Regions from separate parts of the Rattus norvegicus genome. Here region 1 is linked to region 2. Evidence: chromatin contacts called from public Hi-C data. All regions are on one chromosome and are shown on one strand. Each heading gives the region's core, a stretch centred on a gene start, on an enhancer-like site or on the middle of the called end of the contact. The rest is flanking DNA. Distances are from core to core; before and after follow the strand shown.

What was found. A called contact is a pair of places that touch in the nucleus more often than the background predicts.
Region 1: a Hi-C map of frontal cortex shows a contact between it and region 2, with 1.7 times the contacts expected there. The contact joins two enhancer-like sites. A contact is called at or near these places in 1 of 12 Hi-C or Micro-C datasets (frontal cortex) and 1 of 1 datasets of contacts at active chromatin or transcription factors (oligodendrocytes).

Annotation. Positions count from the first base shown.
Region 1 is chr9:91,174,198-91,181,348 of GRCr8, forward strand. The region is part of intron 6 of Rhbdd1 (rhomboid domain containing 1); the gene reads left to right. Among named protein-coding and RNA genes, the nearest start is that of Rhbdd1, 76 kb to the left of the region's middle. Within about 2 kb of position 5,649, at least 7 of the 93 cell types and tissues checked have an H3K27ac peak or open chromatin away from gene starts, as enhancers often do.
Region 2 is chr9:90,381,305-90,389,150 of GRCr8, forward strand. No RefSeq gene overlaps it. Among named protein-coding and RNA genes, the nearest start is that of Nyap2, 530 kb to the left of the region's middle. Within about 2 kb of position 3,422, at least 45 of the 93 cell types and tissues checked have an H3K27ac peak or open chromatin away from gene starts, as enhancers often do.

The sequences.
Region 1 (7,151 bases), core at 4,399-6,898, 800 kb after region 2:
GAGAAGGGGCTGATGGGAAAACAGAGCTTCCTATTATAAGCATTGTCTGAAGGATAGATCTTCAATTAAGCTAAAACCCACAAGCTAGCATTCTCATGATTAGTATTAGTTCCTAATGACTAAAGGTGGATGAGAAACCTATGTATCAATCTGTACCCAGTTATTGTAAAGCCATTGGCTTTGGGCCTAAGACAGGGTAAATTACCCTTTTAATATAGGATCAGCACGCCCTATTCTTGAAACTTGAAGTATTGGAGGTAAGGAAGAATCATGTATTATAAAGTATTGAGCCCTTTGCCTAAATAGGAAAAGAGTCAAACCATTTGCAAGGAGCTTGCTCCACGTTTAGGTCATGACTGCTGTGGCCAGTTGACACACATCAGAGAAAGCCGGCAAAGGCATGGCAGAGTGAGGTCAGGCCGAAGTCCTCTCCCAGGGCCGAGCTGCCATGCAAGCCACCCCCCTAGTTTGGAAAGCCAGCTATATTTTGCAGGGAATTTAATCCATGTGTTCCTGAATCATTTTTGGCTAAGTCATTAAGAAGTTATTTTGTAAATGTGATTTCATGTTTGAAGTCTCTTAAAAGTATTTTTAGTCAGTTTTCATCCTTTGCAAAGCTAATTTTTCTCAGTCTGTTTTCTTGTCTGACACACTCTGCATCATCTCAGCATGTCTCATGGCGAAGGCACAAGGGAAGGCTTGGGCCCGGCGAGTCTGGTGTAGTAACATGGCACGTTTAAAGCAGTCGGTCTCTGTAGGACTGCATCCCTCTTCAACTCTGTATGCCTTACCCTGGGCTACTCTTAACCTGTCATATCACCTCCCCAGCCCTGGCCACCCCGCTCCCCACAGGGGCACCATGAAGGACTTGGGCGAGTGAGAAAAGGATGAGGAATGGACTCAAATTGCCTCCCAAGGCCTATCTCTATGCTTTGTCACGTGATCCTTTCTTTTCAAAATTGAGTTCATTCTCCTCTTTTACCTCGTGGGGTTGCCAGCCGGGAGGATTAAGGAGTTTGATAAAATGCCTACAAAAGGGAGAAATAGAATTGAATTAGGAGCAATCTCCAGCTTCTCACTCTCAGAACAGAATAGAAAGTGGGATCTCCTTGGCCAGAGCTAATTGAAAAGTGGTTTCCTTTTCTAAAAGAAGCTTTAAAAATACAGCCTTTGGATCCCAGTGATAGGGGCCAGGCCCGGCTGTGCCTGGGCATCCAGGTGAGCGTCTGTATGTCAAGAGCACCGTCCACTGCACAGGGCAGTGAGGCAGCCATGTTTGGGATGTGTCTGGGTCTGGGTCAGTACTGACTCCCTGTGCAGGCAATCAGGCCCCTCCACCAGAGGCCTCGCCACATTCAGGGACAGGGTGCCAAGCAGTTGACACTTTCCCCCCTGGGCTCTGCCAGCCTCCGGGATGTCTCTCCATCTGCTTTTTAAATGTTTGTCCTCAAACCCTTCCTGAGTGCCATAGTTCCTGTCTTGTATTCACGAGGGAGTTGAGATATCCCTTCTCGGATCCGCTATTTTGACAGGTGCCTGCCTCCAGCAGACTGTCATCCGCTGAGAGTTATACACATCCTGGCCATGATACCTGACCTTGGAGGGTCTTTAAGGACTTGAGTTTCAGAAGCCTATTCCATATGCCTTCCAGTGTACTATAGCCTTTGCAGTCCTGTCCTTAGTTTTTAAAGACAAAGTTAAAGTATAAATATATAGAACACAAACATATGGTACCATCTTTGTAACTGAGTTATAAGTTGATGAAATAGAACTTTTAATAGGCATCTAATTGAATACTCTTTATATTTTTCATAACTTCTTTACTTTGGAGTCAATGAATTACTGTGCATTTTCACAGCCCTTTCAACACCCATTGTCCCCCAACACTGTTCCTGCAGGTGGAGAGCTAGGAGAAAGGCCAGGTTCATGCTTAATAAATATTTGTTCAATGACCAAGTGCCTGAGGGAAGGGATAAAAGAAGTAACACAAACAAGCAAATCGCTGGAACATGAAGTCTAGTACTGAAACATATCGAAAGATGCAGCCTCTATTTTATTTGATTTTACAGTCATGGGGAAGCTAAAAGGACATTCTGCAAACCATTCCAAATATAGTGAAGAGTGCCCTGGTGCGCGCCTGTAAGCCCAGCACTCGGGAGGCTGAGGCAGGAGGATCACGAGTTTCAGACTAGTCTGTTCTATACACAGAGACCCTCTGAACAGCAGTGGTGTTTCTGTGTCTGTCAATGGTCTCTCTCTCTAAGCACTGTCTGTTCTGCAACAGCTAAGACAGAATAGACTGCAGGATGCTGGGGGGCTCTTGTTTATGCCACACAATAGCTACCTTCAAGTCGTAATCAACTCTCTGCCTTTTGCTATAGTTTATTCTGATTTGCCTTACATTCGTGGAATAAATGTGACTCTTAGTAATATCTGAATATTCAAATAAGTTCCTTGGCAGAATCAAAGAGGCACTTTTTTTTTCTGCCTGTTTCTCTGCATAATTTAAAATTCTAGGCTTTTCACAGAATGTGACATCTTACTGAAAATTCCAAAGAATAGAGCTATGGGATTTGAACATGATGGGGAAAGGTCCATTTTATGGAAGAAGTATACAAAGAGATTCCTAGATACGAGGAAGGAAGGGAAACAGAGTCCATCCTCAGCATCATTTCGTGCCTTAAAGCAGGCCGTGGGTAGAAAAGGACGCTGGCAACCAAGTGGGGCATCTGTGGTGACTAAACTCAGCCTGCAGGACTGCTTCATGGTCCAAGGTTTTGGGTCAGGGCAGGAGAGGGGACTTTCCCTCCCTTCACAAAAATTCTTTGGGATTTGGTCATCCCGTGTATCTTTAGTAGTGGTACCACACAAGTAAGACAGGCTTGTTCCCTGGAGAAGGATGGACAGTCTCTGGTCTCACTGGGTCGGGCTCTTCTAGTAGATAATGTAATCTTAAGGGACTGGTGTCATACGTGTTGTCTATCACTGACTGCAGTGTTACATAGCACATAAGTGTGTGTGAGTGTGTGTGTGTGTGTGTGTGTGTGTATTGTGTATGTGTGAGTGTGTGTGTTCATAAAACGACCCTCAGATGATCTTTTTATAAACTCATCTAGACCATTTAATCAGTGACAGGGATCCCAAAGTGCACTCCCTCTCCCCCAGGGAGAGAGCGAGGTTTCCCTGGAATCACTAGGAGGCAGCCGTTACCCTAGAGCATCGCTGAGACCTTTTCTTGGCTAGAGTTGCTGGTGGCCATTGTGGGTGAGTGGCAGGGGAGAGGCCGGGCTCCACTCTCGGAGGGTGGTGACGTTGTTCTTGTTCTCTCTCTGTTTCACCCTCTCCTTTGCTTTGACGTTAACTCAAGCCTGTCTCCCATTTGAAGATTAGCGCTCAGTTACTAAGCTCGAAGCTCCAGCGCCCCAGGAGTGTTCTCAGAGACTGGTTTCTGGGACATGACCTCTCACACCCACTCTCCATGCGTCACCCCCATCAGCAGGGACTTCGCATTGTCCGAGTTGTTTTCTTGCAGAGATTTCCCTTCTCGCAAAGGCCGGGCCTTTGGTTGGCATTCATTTTTGCCATGTAAATGAGTAGCACCCCAATGGGATGAGCTCTGAGCCGCTTCTCTCACTGCAGAACTGAGCATCGTACTACCTTGCAGTGTCTCTCTGAGCTTGGGTGGACAACTGTAGACCCAATAAGTAATCATAGTCAGCCTGAGCCTGTGGCTTTGCCTTTTTACCCAACTAGCTGTCCACCCCTAGGAATTCCCATTTGGCACGTCTGGCCTACCTGTGGCAGAAGGGCCAGTCTATTTGAAGCAACAGAAGGTCTGGAGCCCTGGCTTGCCTCACAGAATTCTCTCAAGGCCACTTTCTTGCCCAGATTTGCAGCCTGGAGGTATGGCCAGTGCATTCTTCGTCCACAGATCCTTTGCACACAGTATGACTGCATGGATTTAAGTGATTAGGATTCTGGGCCTCCCAAATGTTGTGTTTGCAGCTCTAAGCATGCTTTGCTATCAATTAACAGACTGAAATTTAGTCTGGGATTACCTAGGCCTTTTGCTCCTGTGAACCAGAGGAAGAGAGAAATCAGTAAAGCTTGTTTGGTGGAAGGTTAACTGCTGCCATCCACACTTTTGAGCATCTGTAATCTGACCTCTGTTCTAACAGGTTATGGGTTACCTGAGCAAGACCCCTTAGGGACCCCTTCTCTTGAATCCTGGCTGAGAGGTGGCAGGGATGGGTGCTTGACTCGGGGAGCTGGTTTCACTTCAGACACTGTCAGAGCTGGCTATGTTCGTTAACTTCTGCCTCCACTTTATCGTCTGTAAGACAGAGGTGATCCTGGGTGGCCCCTCTGCTTTACTGAGCTCCAAAAGCTATAGATGCACCTAATAGTGCATGGGTCATAGAGCCTCGGATGGTGTTCTCCTGAAGTGTGATTACAGCGCTGTTCATCTTCCCTCAGATCCCCTGCCTCTTGCCTCATCTCTATCCCCTGGTTATACTTAAACCTAGAGTGCCCTCCCCCACCCCTGAGGGTAGGTACGCCAGACAGGGAAGGACGAGCATGCGAGCCTGCCTACTGGGTGACTTTGCTGACACAAGCTTGAGCTGTTCTGACATCCAGCAGCATTAAAGGCACTGTCCAGTGCTGTGACCATTTTAATAAATTATCAAGATTTATGACCCTTGACCACCTCATACTCCCTTCTGCCTTTCCCTCTTCGTCCTCATGCACTGGAGCGGACACTGACGAGCTCTCTGGAGTTCAATGCTCCTTCCGACTTAATTTCTTCTACAACTTCCATTTGTCTAAGAGGACAAAAAGCAACCCGCTGGACTCACACACGGGGCCGTTGTCTGTTTGGAAGGGAAGGGAGTGGGAAGAAGTATCCACTTGTGCCTAGGGGGAGCTGTCAGTACTGCGGGCAAAAGGACAAAGTCGGGCCCATCACAAGCATCTAGCATGTAGGCCCCTGGGCCCCGGGGCATGAAGGTGTTGCTACTCCTCAACCATGATTCTGCTGTTCTGCTCTGTCTCACTCCGAGGCTTCATTTTAGTGTGCCCCACCTGTCCTCTGGAAGATCCACCTCTTCTTCTAAGACCTCAAACAAGGTCACAGCGGGAGGCCTGGTGCTTGGTACAAGGCATGGGGTCCTGGAACCATCAGGCTGTGGCAAGTCTGCCTCCTGGCTCTCTGAGGCTCTAAAGTTGTGCCCTTTGCATTCGGGATGAGGTAGCCGAGCTACAGGGGTCAAGGACTGTCACTGGGCCTTACATCCCTGGGGTCTGGACTCTGCCTGCAGCTGATTCTGTTCATTTTCTCTTGTACTCGGTGTGATCTTGGCTTTGTGATTGCCTCAGCCTCCTCCTCTGTAAACAAGAATGGAAGTGTGCTTGCTCTGTTCTTCAGCTGTACGCATCCCCTGTGTGTCCAAAATAACCGACTGGAATTCATGACAATGTTGTTTTCAGATGTTTATAATCCCAAAGAGTCCCCTTCTGTCTTTTATAATAAAACGACTGGGGTGTAGGTGTTTTGTGTTGGAAAGGCTAGCCGGGCTCACAGCATGTCAGTTACAGAGCAGTGCATTATGTGTAATTTGTAGCCTGCCCCAGGAGCAATGGTGACCCTTGAGACATTGCCCTAGCCCTACAGCATAATTAACAAGATCAAATATATATAAAGAGCTGCTCCCCAATCAGGCCAAGACATCCATTGCTAGCCTCTTGAGGTTTAGCAGCTCGTGAATTAGTGCTGGGAACCACCCCATTGTTCTGAAGTTTATGTCTTGCCTTTAAAGTTAACATTTTTTTTTTCTGTGCTCCTGCAATAACACCATTGTAAGCATGAGGACTTCGCATTTTAGCATCAATTTGAACAATGTGGTTTTAAAAGAGTTCACCACATCAAAGCCAGGCTGTTTGGGCATGTTTTACAAATTCTTTCCTCTATAGTATTTAAAGCTACAAATGACTCATAGGCTCACATTCCATTTACATCAGTCATGTTGGCAGAGCTCCTCACTGGGGCTTTACTGCCCTTAGTCTTTGTGCCCTAAGAGAGCTATCTTGAAAACAGGTGTGGGCCTTCAGCCAAGTCAGATGCCCTTACCCGGCTGTCTTCAGATCCAAGAAATGCTGGGAAATGGTGCATTTACAGAAAAAAAAAATCAATTTTGTTCTTGTTTTCTTGTGCTTTCTTTCTTGAAGAAAGGCCTCGCTATGTCCTAGAACTTGGTCACAAAGTTGTAGTCCAGGCTGCCCTAGATCCCTCCCAAGCGCAGGTATGAAAGGTATCACCACCTTGCCTGGCCTCCTTGTTTTCTTTCTTTAACCCAAACTTTCTCTGTACCGATTGCCTCTCTCTTCTCCAGGCTCCCTCCTAGCACTCCACCGGTCCGAGTGGGGAAAGTTTCGGGCAAGGGAGCCTTATGCTCATGGTTTGAAAGCAGCAGAACAGTGGGCTGAGACCTGAGGCTGTATGAGGACTGTGAGACCATGTGTGTGAAAGTCACAGGGGTAGGATGGGAGGATGCTGAGGTAGAGGGTGTATCAAGGGTGTGGCAGACGTTGGCTTGTATGACTGGATGAATGGTGGAGGTGCATGTGTGTGTATGTGTATGTGTGTGTGAGAGAGACAGAGACAGAGACAGAGACAAACAAAGAAACAAAGAGACAGAAAAAAAAGAGACCTAGAGGGGGAAGGAGGGAGGGAGAGAGAAAACAAATGGAAGGGAGTTACCAGAGAAACAGACTCACTCACGAGTTTCCTTCAGGTTGGGTGCTAGACTCCTTTAATTCACTGGGTCTTTAGAATGCACTTGTGCGTTTCCTAGATTTCTCCATTGTACAAATAAGAAAGTCGAGGACCAGTACCAAGAACTTGTCTGAGAGCAAAGGAAAGCCCTCGCTCAAACTCAGCTGTCTCTCCACACTCACCGTGTGGGTCCGCACCACAGCTAAGAAGCCACAGAGCAAGTTCCAGTGCTTATTACTTCAGGTTTGGAGGTGACATTTGGATTCTGCTGGATGAAATGACTCGAAGAACAAAACAAGACAGCCATGCAGCCGGAACAGATTGCCGAGGGGATTAGGGCAGGGCCAAACTCTCAGCTCTTAGGAAAACCATGTCCTCT
Region 2 (7,846 bases), core at 2,172-4,671:
AGCAGCTTTTTGTAGAGACCTAATTTAAGAACAGATTAGAACAACATGTATATTATTATGTATGAAAATGCTGATCTATCAGATATATAACATGTATATATACTCACACATATGTTCAAGTGTACATATGTAATGCATGCTTAATGTATATTACAGTAAATGTGTGCTTTACATATGCAATGATTTAAAATGTATAGAATAAAATGCAAAAGTACCTTTTAAGTAAATTAAAATGATTTTCTAAGAATACATGCAGTGCAAATTTTATAAAAAAATGCATGTGTTTTTTATCTTTCATTTATGTCTTGTTTTTATACACTGAATGTTAGATATTTTATCTTTTATTTTTCCACCTGGACTCAACTTATTCTCCTGTAATAGAATACCCTGGTACAATAGGAAAAGCAAAAGCTTATCTGATGTTAGTAGCAATAGCTTATCTCTCTCAGCTGAGGAAGTAAATGAAAATTCAGAACGTCTGTGGAAAATATTAGATATGTGTTTATATACATCCCAAATAATCAGTGATCATTAGCTACTCTGAGGAGAGAGCATGTCTTGGATTAAGTAGCTTTTCACCAAATGAGGGAAATAGAGAAACATTGAACTGAGAGAAGTCAACCTTCAGTACCCAAGCAGTTAAAGAAGGAACGCAGCTGAGAAATACACCACGTAACATACTGAGTGAAAGGGACAAGTGTGTGAACAGAAAACCCTCAAACTCTCTCTCTCTCTCTCTCTCTCTCTCTCTCTCTCTCTCACACACACACACACACACACACACACACACACACACACACATGATGATCAAATAAGTAAGATTTTTTTAACACAATAGTAATCAGAAAAAATCTGAAAGCAACCTGGGATTTTTTTTTTTTGTTGTTGTTGTTGTTGTTGAAATAATGGCAGTGCATTGTTAATCATTTTTGAGATTTATTTTTGTTTAAGTTTGTGGCTGCTCTGTCTGCATTTATAGCTGTGTACCATGTACATGTAGTGCCCACAGAGGCCAGAAGAGGGTACCAGCTCCCCTGGAACAGGAGTTAAAAGCTGTTTAGTCATCAGCTGAGTACTAGGAACTAAACCTGGGTCCTGACCTGGAGGAGCAGACTGTACTCTAACCCACGGAGCCATTTTTCTAGACCTATTTGAGAGACCATGAATGAAAAAGTCTAGTCACATGCAAGTTGTGTCTTGGTCCTTCTGAAAAGTGTTTTGCTGGTATCCTATTAAGTTAACAATGTTATGCTGCGCTGATTCCAGTGCGTGTGGCCTTCATAGAGCACCAATGTGCATGCTAAAAATACCTAAGTATCAGTTCCAGCATGACTTACAATATTAATAAAACCTAGAAATCACAAAATACTGTGTAGCTGTGCGAAGAATTACACAGATTTATAGGCTCGGATACAAAAATTTTCTGTCTCATAAATACATAAAAATCAAGTTACAGAAATATATATGAAATTAAGATGTTTAAAAACATATATGCGTGTGAAAATACATATAAGGCACAGATGATGGTAGCATAAAAATGACTCCTGGGGAACGGAATAATTTGGAGCAAGTGGGAGCTCCTGGGAGATGTCATGTTTTACATTGAATTTGGGCAAGAGCTAGTCTGTTTGAAACTGTTGAATTGCTTCACCTTGTCAACTTTTAGTGGAAAAAGGCAAACACGTATGTACACGTTACCATGTACAAAAGTGTGTTCCACTTCAGGCAAGACTTTCTATCTAGTTGCAATGTGTTTCTAGAGACTGTGCCCAATGCCCAGGCAGACTCCCTTCTGCTTCCTATGCCTTTGCTATGGGACCATCCCTCATGCTGGAGCTTGTAAGGTATGTATAGAGTTCTGCCCATGTGTTAAGGAGGACCCACTTACAGGTCTGCTGGTATCTCCTGTCTAAATAAGGAAGGGTGCTTTCACACCTTGCTCTGACGCCCTTAGAAAAAAGTCAGATTCTCCCCCAAATCACAGAAGTGTGTGTGTGTGTGTGTGTGTGTGTGTGTGTGTTGTCGTCCATGGGAAGAAGTAAACTTGTATGGAATACCATTCTTCAAGTACAAGTACACTTAAATATCCATATATTAAAATGTACGTGCCATGCCCGTTTCCTTCTCCTACATAAAGGAGTCAGGCCCAGGCCGGTGTCTTTCTATTTGATCTTAATCCCTCTCCCCTTCAGCGTGGCCAGGAGCACCCCTCTCTTTGTAATAAATAGCTCGCAGAGCAAGACATTCAGTCTGTCCCCTTTGATCACCTCGGAGCTGTCAGCTTGTGCTGCTGTTTGGCTTCCAGCTCTTGTTCCTGCCTAAAAGTGGAAGTAATGCCCCCTGAAAGAAATACCCTAGGTGTCCTGCAAGGCTGCAATCTATTTCTTCTTTTGTTGCATACGCCCCCTGGGGCCCGCCCTCCCAGCTTGAACAAACTCCCCCCCACCCCCTCTATATCTTCGAAATTCTAGTTCCTTCTACAGACACTCTGCTGTGCTCCTGTGACCCCCTGGGCCAGACTGTCTGAGAAGCTACCACCCTGCCAGACGGGGGAGGCTCCTCCTGGCTCCTCCTCCTTCTGCCTGTCGCGGGCTCCGCAGAGCTCCGCACTGCAGGCTTTTGTGGTCACTGGTCCTCAGGTCTTCATCTGAGGCGGCTAGCACCATTTCCCTGTACCTCACCCAGTGGCTGATCTCCCCTAAAATGCCCCCGTTTCCCTGCATTCACTAGAGACTTGGGATTGCCCCGGAGGACTCCCTGGGTTGGCATTAGGGCCCCCAGCTCTGCAGTCAGCTTTTGAGATGTGGGGAGTGGCGCTGAGATCGGGCTCAGCTGCAAGCCTTTGCTGATGCCAGCAGTCAGGGCAGAGAACACATTTGCAAGCTCTGCTCCTGGTTTATTGCGGAGATTATAAGCAATCTGTCTCCTCTCTTATCATCGCGTCAGGCCTGTTGTATAGTTTGTAAATATTGCTCAAAGGAAATAATTTGCGAAGGTAAACAATTGGGAGAAAAGTATATGGACCGTGAGGTTTGTCTTTAATGTGTTTACAGGACAGGAAAGGGGTCTGGGATGAGAAAATTATGGGGTAGGATGGGGAGGGGAGGGGAGGGGAGAAGAGGGGAAGGTTGATGACCAGAATGCTGATGATTCTGTGATGGCGACATAACTAATTAACTGTAATGTCGCTTAAAAGCTTCTGGCTCTCCCTGACATTGCTCGAAAGTATGCATTATTTTAAAAAGAGAGCTAAGATGTAGGAGGGGGTTGAGTGGCTTTAAAATGACTGAATACCACTCATTGTGCTGGATTAAAAAAAAAAGGAAAGAAAACCGACAAACTGCAGTGGAAATAAATACAGCATTGCAGGCTGGTGTGAGGCCACAGCCAGGGAAGCGAGGGCTGCTAAGTGGAAAATTCCTGCAGAGGACGTGTTTCTGTTTCCAGTGGGAAGAAAGAGAGTGTTGTTGGGAGCGGGCAGTTCTTTAGAAAATACCAGTGCACCATGATGATGACCGAACGACCTAACTGAACTGGGAGAAATGAAGCAAACAAAACGCTTTACCTAGTGTACTGTATTCTTAGAGGCTGCTGCAGGCTCCCGGGAAAAGATTGGAATCTGGGTTCTCCCTTTCCCTGGGTCTAGACAGAAGGAAGGAATGAAGAGGCTATGGGAGCTGACAGCCTCTGAGAGGGGAAAGCCGAAAACTGGGGGCGCCTTTGCTCCTGAAATAGTCACATCCTCAGAGCCTGGGTCCTCGGGTCCTCAATACTGAAATGACACACCAGCTTTTCCTGGAGGATGCCAGCTGTAGGAGCATTCTTCTGTTAGAAAGATCCTTGGGTCTTGAGAGGACTTTCCCAGATGTGCAGCTTAGGGGGACTTCAGCGAGATGTCACTGCGATCCCTTCAGGGGTGGTTTAGATTGCATCCCTAGAATGCAAAGAGAGAACAGAGAGCAGGTCCTCAACCATCCCCACCCCACTCCCCACCTCCGTGAAAGTTCCGTGTTCGTTAGGACATTGTATCCCCACTAAGGCATCCTGGTACAGAGAAATCAAAGCCAAAAGGGACCCTTAGTTTTTTGTGTCTCTGCAAAGCGTCTGTCTGAAAGCAAAGGGGTCGGGAGGCTTGGGAAGCCTGCAGTGGGTACTCTGATTCAGGGATGCTCTATGCCAGAGAACTTTCATTTTCTCACAGCATCCCTTTCTCTGACACACAACATACTAACAAAATAATGAGAATCCATTTTTCCTTTAAAGGCTTTGTCATGAAGGGATGCATATGATGGTCTTTTACAGATAAGCTCATACTAGTCTCGGAATGTAATAAATCTGATTGATTCTGAAAACAGCTTGTGGGAAGTAACTTCCACTCACTTGTAATTAAAATGACATTGAATTTGCACAAACTTTCATGACTGATAGCACACTAGGATACCTCACCTCATTCCAGTGTCTCCAGACTTCATGTTTTCTTGGGTGTGAAAATTCAAGATGATGGTGGACTTTTATGTCTGAGAAGTCTACACCCCAAACAACATTTAGTTTGATGAGAATGAGACTGAGTCTGATTGCCAAGGTAATGCTAATAGGTAATTGAGAAAACTACAGAAGGGCAGTTAGTCATCATCGCCCGTTTAACATACAAATGTTCTTGTCTACTCTTAAAAACAACACGGATTTAGAAACCCTTGAGATAATGATAAATTCATCTTGTTCGATTCTGTGATTCTAAGATATTTACAGAGATGTAATATCGATGCGCATTTAAAACGCATTACTCTCATCATGTTTTAAAAATTTTTATTGATTCTTTGTGAGTTTCACATCATGGACCCCAGTCCACCTCATCTCCCTGCCCCCCCCCATATTCACCACTCACCCTTGCAACCTACCCCCAATGAACTCACACAAACAACAACAACAACAACAACAACAACAACAACAACAACAAAAGCCTAGAAAATATCTCATTGTGGGAGCTGTGGTATGTCACAGTGTGTTCCACAATACATCCCTCCGTCCACACCTCCTCACTTGCAAATGTCCATTTCGATGAGCCAGTGGTCTGATTCAAGATCCATTGCTTCTGTGAGACCATCAATACTGGATCCTCATTGGTTCTCCTCCCAGCTATCCTGACGTTGTCCTGTGTCATGGAGATCCTGCAGTTTTGGAACAGCAGGACCGGCCCTTTCACATGCCCCAACCATTCACAGATGATACACATTTTGAGATGGGCCATCTCAGAGGCCTGGATCTCCTGACCTGGGGAGAGCAGAGCTGGTCAGATCATGGGCTATCTCTCCCATATCCACACCACCAGGGCAAGCTCTTCAGCACTGCTCTGGCTAGGCCACCCAATACCCAATACTGCCCTCAGCAGGAACACGGTCACCTTTGGGGCTGACTTGTTTCAGTGCTACTAGGTCAGCTTTCCAGAGTGCTATTTCCAGTGAGGGGCCAGGGTTAGCTCTCCCATTCTCACGCACTGGAGTTGGTGGGGAGCTCCCAACTATGGGGAGAAAAGAGGGCATAACCCTCAGACCCACATCACCTCAGAAGAGTAGTGTGGCCAGCTATCCCATTCTTTGAACTTAGGGTCCACTTATTTGCACCCCATCTACCAGGGCCAACTCTCCTGAATGCTGCAGCTGGTGAAAGGTAGAAGAGCTTATGACCCTGTGAGCAGCTTTTCCAAGTGCCAGAGGTGAAGGGGCTAGAGCCCATAACACCCTATGGCAAGATCAGCTCTCCCACACTCATGCTCTGGAGTCATCCTGCCCCTGCAATCAGGACCAACGCCACTGTGCTGCCTGGGCCTGGTATAGGGGTCTGCTTCCCCCAAATGCTGTCAAGGGTGAGAGAAGGGGCCAGTTGTATATAGTCCCTGGACAACCAAGTGGTTCCCAGTGACTGCCCAGACTAGGGGCATCCCCATGTTCTCTAGTGGTAAAATGAGCTGCAGGAATTGGCACTGACCTCTGCCAAAGCTTAGCCATAGACTCAGACATGGCCTTCATGGGAATCTTGGACCGGGACCTCACCTGCTCATCCCAGGTGGCAGGGCTGGTCACTCACAAAAGGCTGTCCGTCTTCAGTTCTACCTTTCTTCCTTCTATGCATATTGTGCGCTTCTCTTTCTCTCCCATCTGCCCACAACATAGTCACACATTGTGGTAGCTCCTACTGCAGGCTGGGCACATGGTTGATGGGCCCCTGGGTGACATCTTTCATCTATGCTGTGCACCATGTTGGCAAGCAGGTATCTATAGCCTTCCTGCGCCATGTGCTGGAGGGCAGGTCTATGTGAGGTATGGCAGTCTGCAGGTCTCCGTCTATATTCTGCCTGCCGTGCTGTGCTGTTTAGATTTGATTTGATTTTTATGAGTCCTAGGCATAAAACAGCTCTTTGGTCACTACACTAGAACAAAGGACTACTGCCTGCTCTGCTTCTCACCAAGAACACCACCACCATCAAGGTGTTCCTTTGTCCATTGCTGGGGCATTTGCTCATCATTTATAATATTATAATATTTCATACTCCAAGCCAAAAGCAAGCCCTAATCCAGATCCTATCTCTATATTTTCCGCTCGTATACGTCACATAAATAGGGCCCCATACAATGTGTGAGTAAATGTGTGTGTTTGACAGTTTTCCTCTGAGCACTGATTTTTTAGAGCTACCCATTTTGCTCTTCCTCATTGGCAAACAGTTTTCCGAGGAACACGTGGACCGCATTTTCATTCGGCAGCTGATAAACTTTCAAGTCCTTTCCCCTTTGAGCGGTGCTGCTCTGAAAATTCACATACAACTGATTGTATGAATGAAAATGTATATTTTTTTCCACCAAGGCCCAAAGGTGGAATTGCTATTGCTTACAGTGCACATGGCTTTTCAAGAACGAGCGGGCGCTGTTCTGAAGTAATCGTATTGCTTTGTTTCTCACTAGCAATGCATGTGCAAGAGCTCATTGCTCCAATTCCTTCCAAACATTTGCAATTCTCTTATTGTGCTCATAAGAGTTGGCAAAAAAAATGGTAACTCATTTGGGGTTTGATTTGTGGTCTGTATTGGCCATCAAAACTGAGTATCTTTACAAATTTGCTTGTTTATTATAAATTTCCTTGTTTATTATAAATTTCCTGGTTTATTACAAAATTGCATGTTTACTACTTGTATTACTCTTAAAAGGAAATATTAATTTAAAAGCTCTCTTCTTTCTTCCTTTAGGGTACTTTTTATTATAAACTAATACCAGGTTTAATAACCTGGGCAAAATCTTTAATCCTTTCCATGACTTGAGGATTTGCCAACTTCTTCTTCACTGGATAACTTTCCTAGTGGCTTATATTGAAACACTAGAATGTTTTGTTTTAATAATGCTTCTTTTATCGCTGTCTTTTTATTTTCACACCTAACCTTTGTGTGAAAGTTGAAGATGCTATATCACGTCTGCTTTAGCAGAGACTGATCTGAGGTCTGGACTATTCCAGAAGCTATTGTTCCACAGTCAAGCAGGAATTTGCACCAGGCCTAAGGACCTCTCTCCAGACCCTGCCCTTTAGAGCTCTTCTTCCTTTCTTATCACAGCCTGGAGACCAAGATTCTAGGGAATAAACCCAAGACATCGTTAATGTGTTTGTTTCAGGACGTTCTCCTTCCCTGAAAGTACAAAACCAAGTGGTATGGAGTAAGTAATCATCAAGAGGTTTTAAAAACAAATAAGTTTCTGAGAATTTCATACATGAGCACATTTACATCATTCCTACTTTCCTTCTCCCCTCACCAACACCTCTCTTGTCCCCTCTCTTTCAAAGTCATGACCTCTTCTTCTTTAAC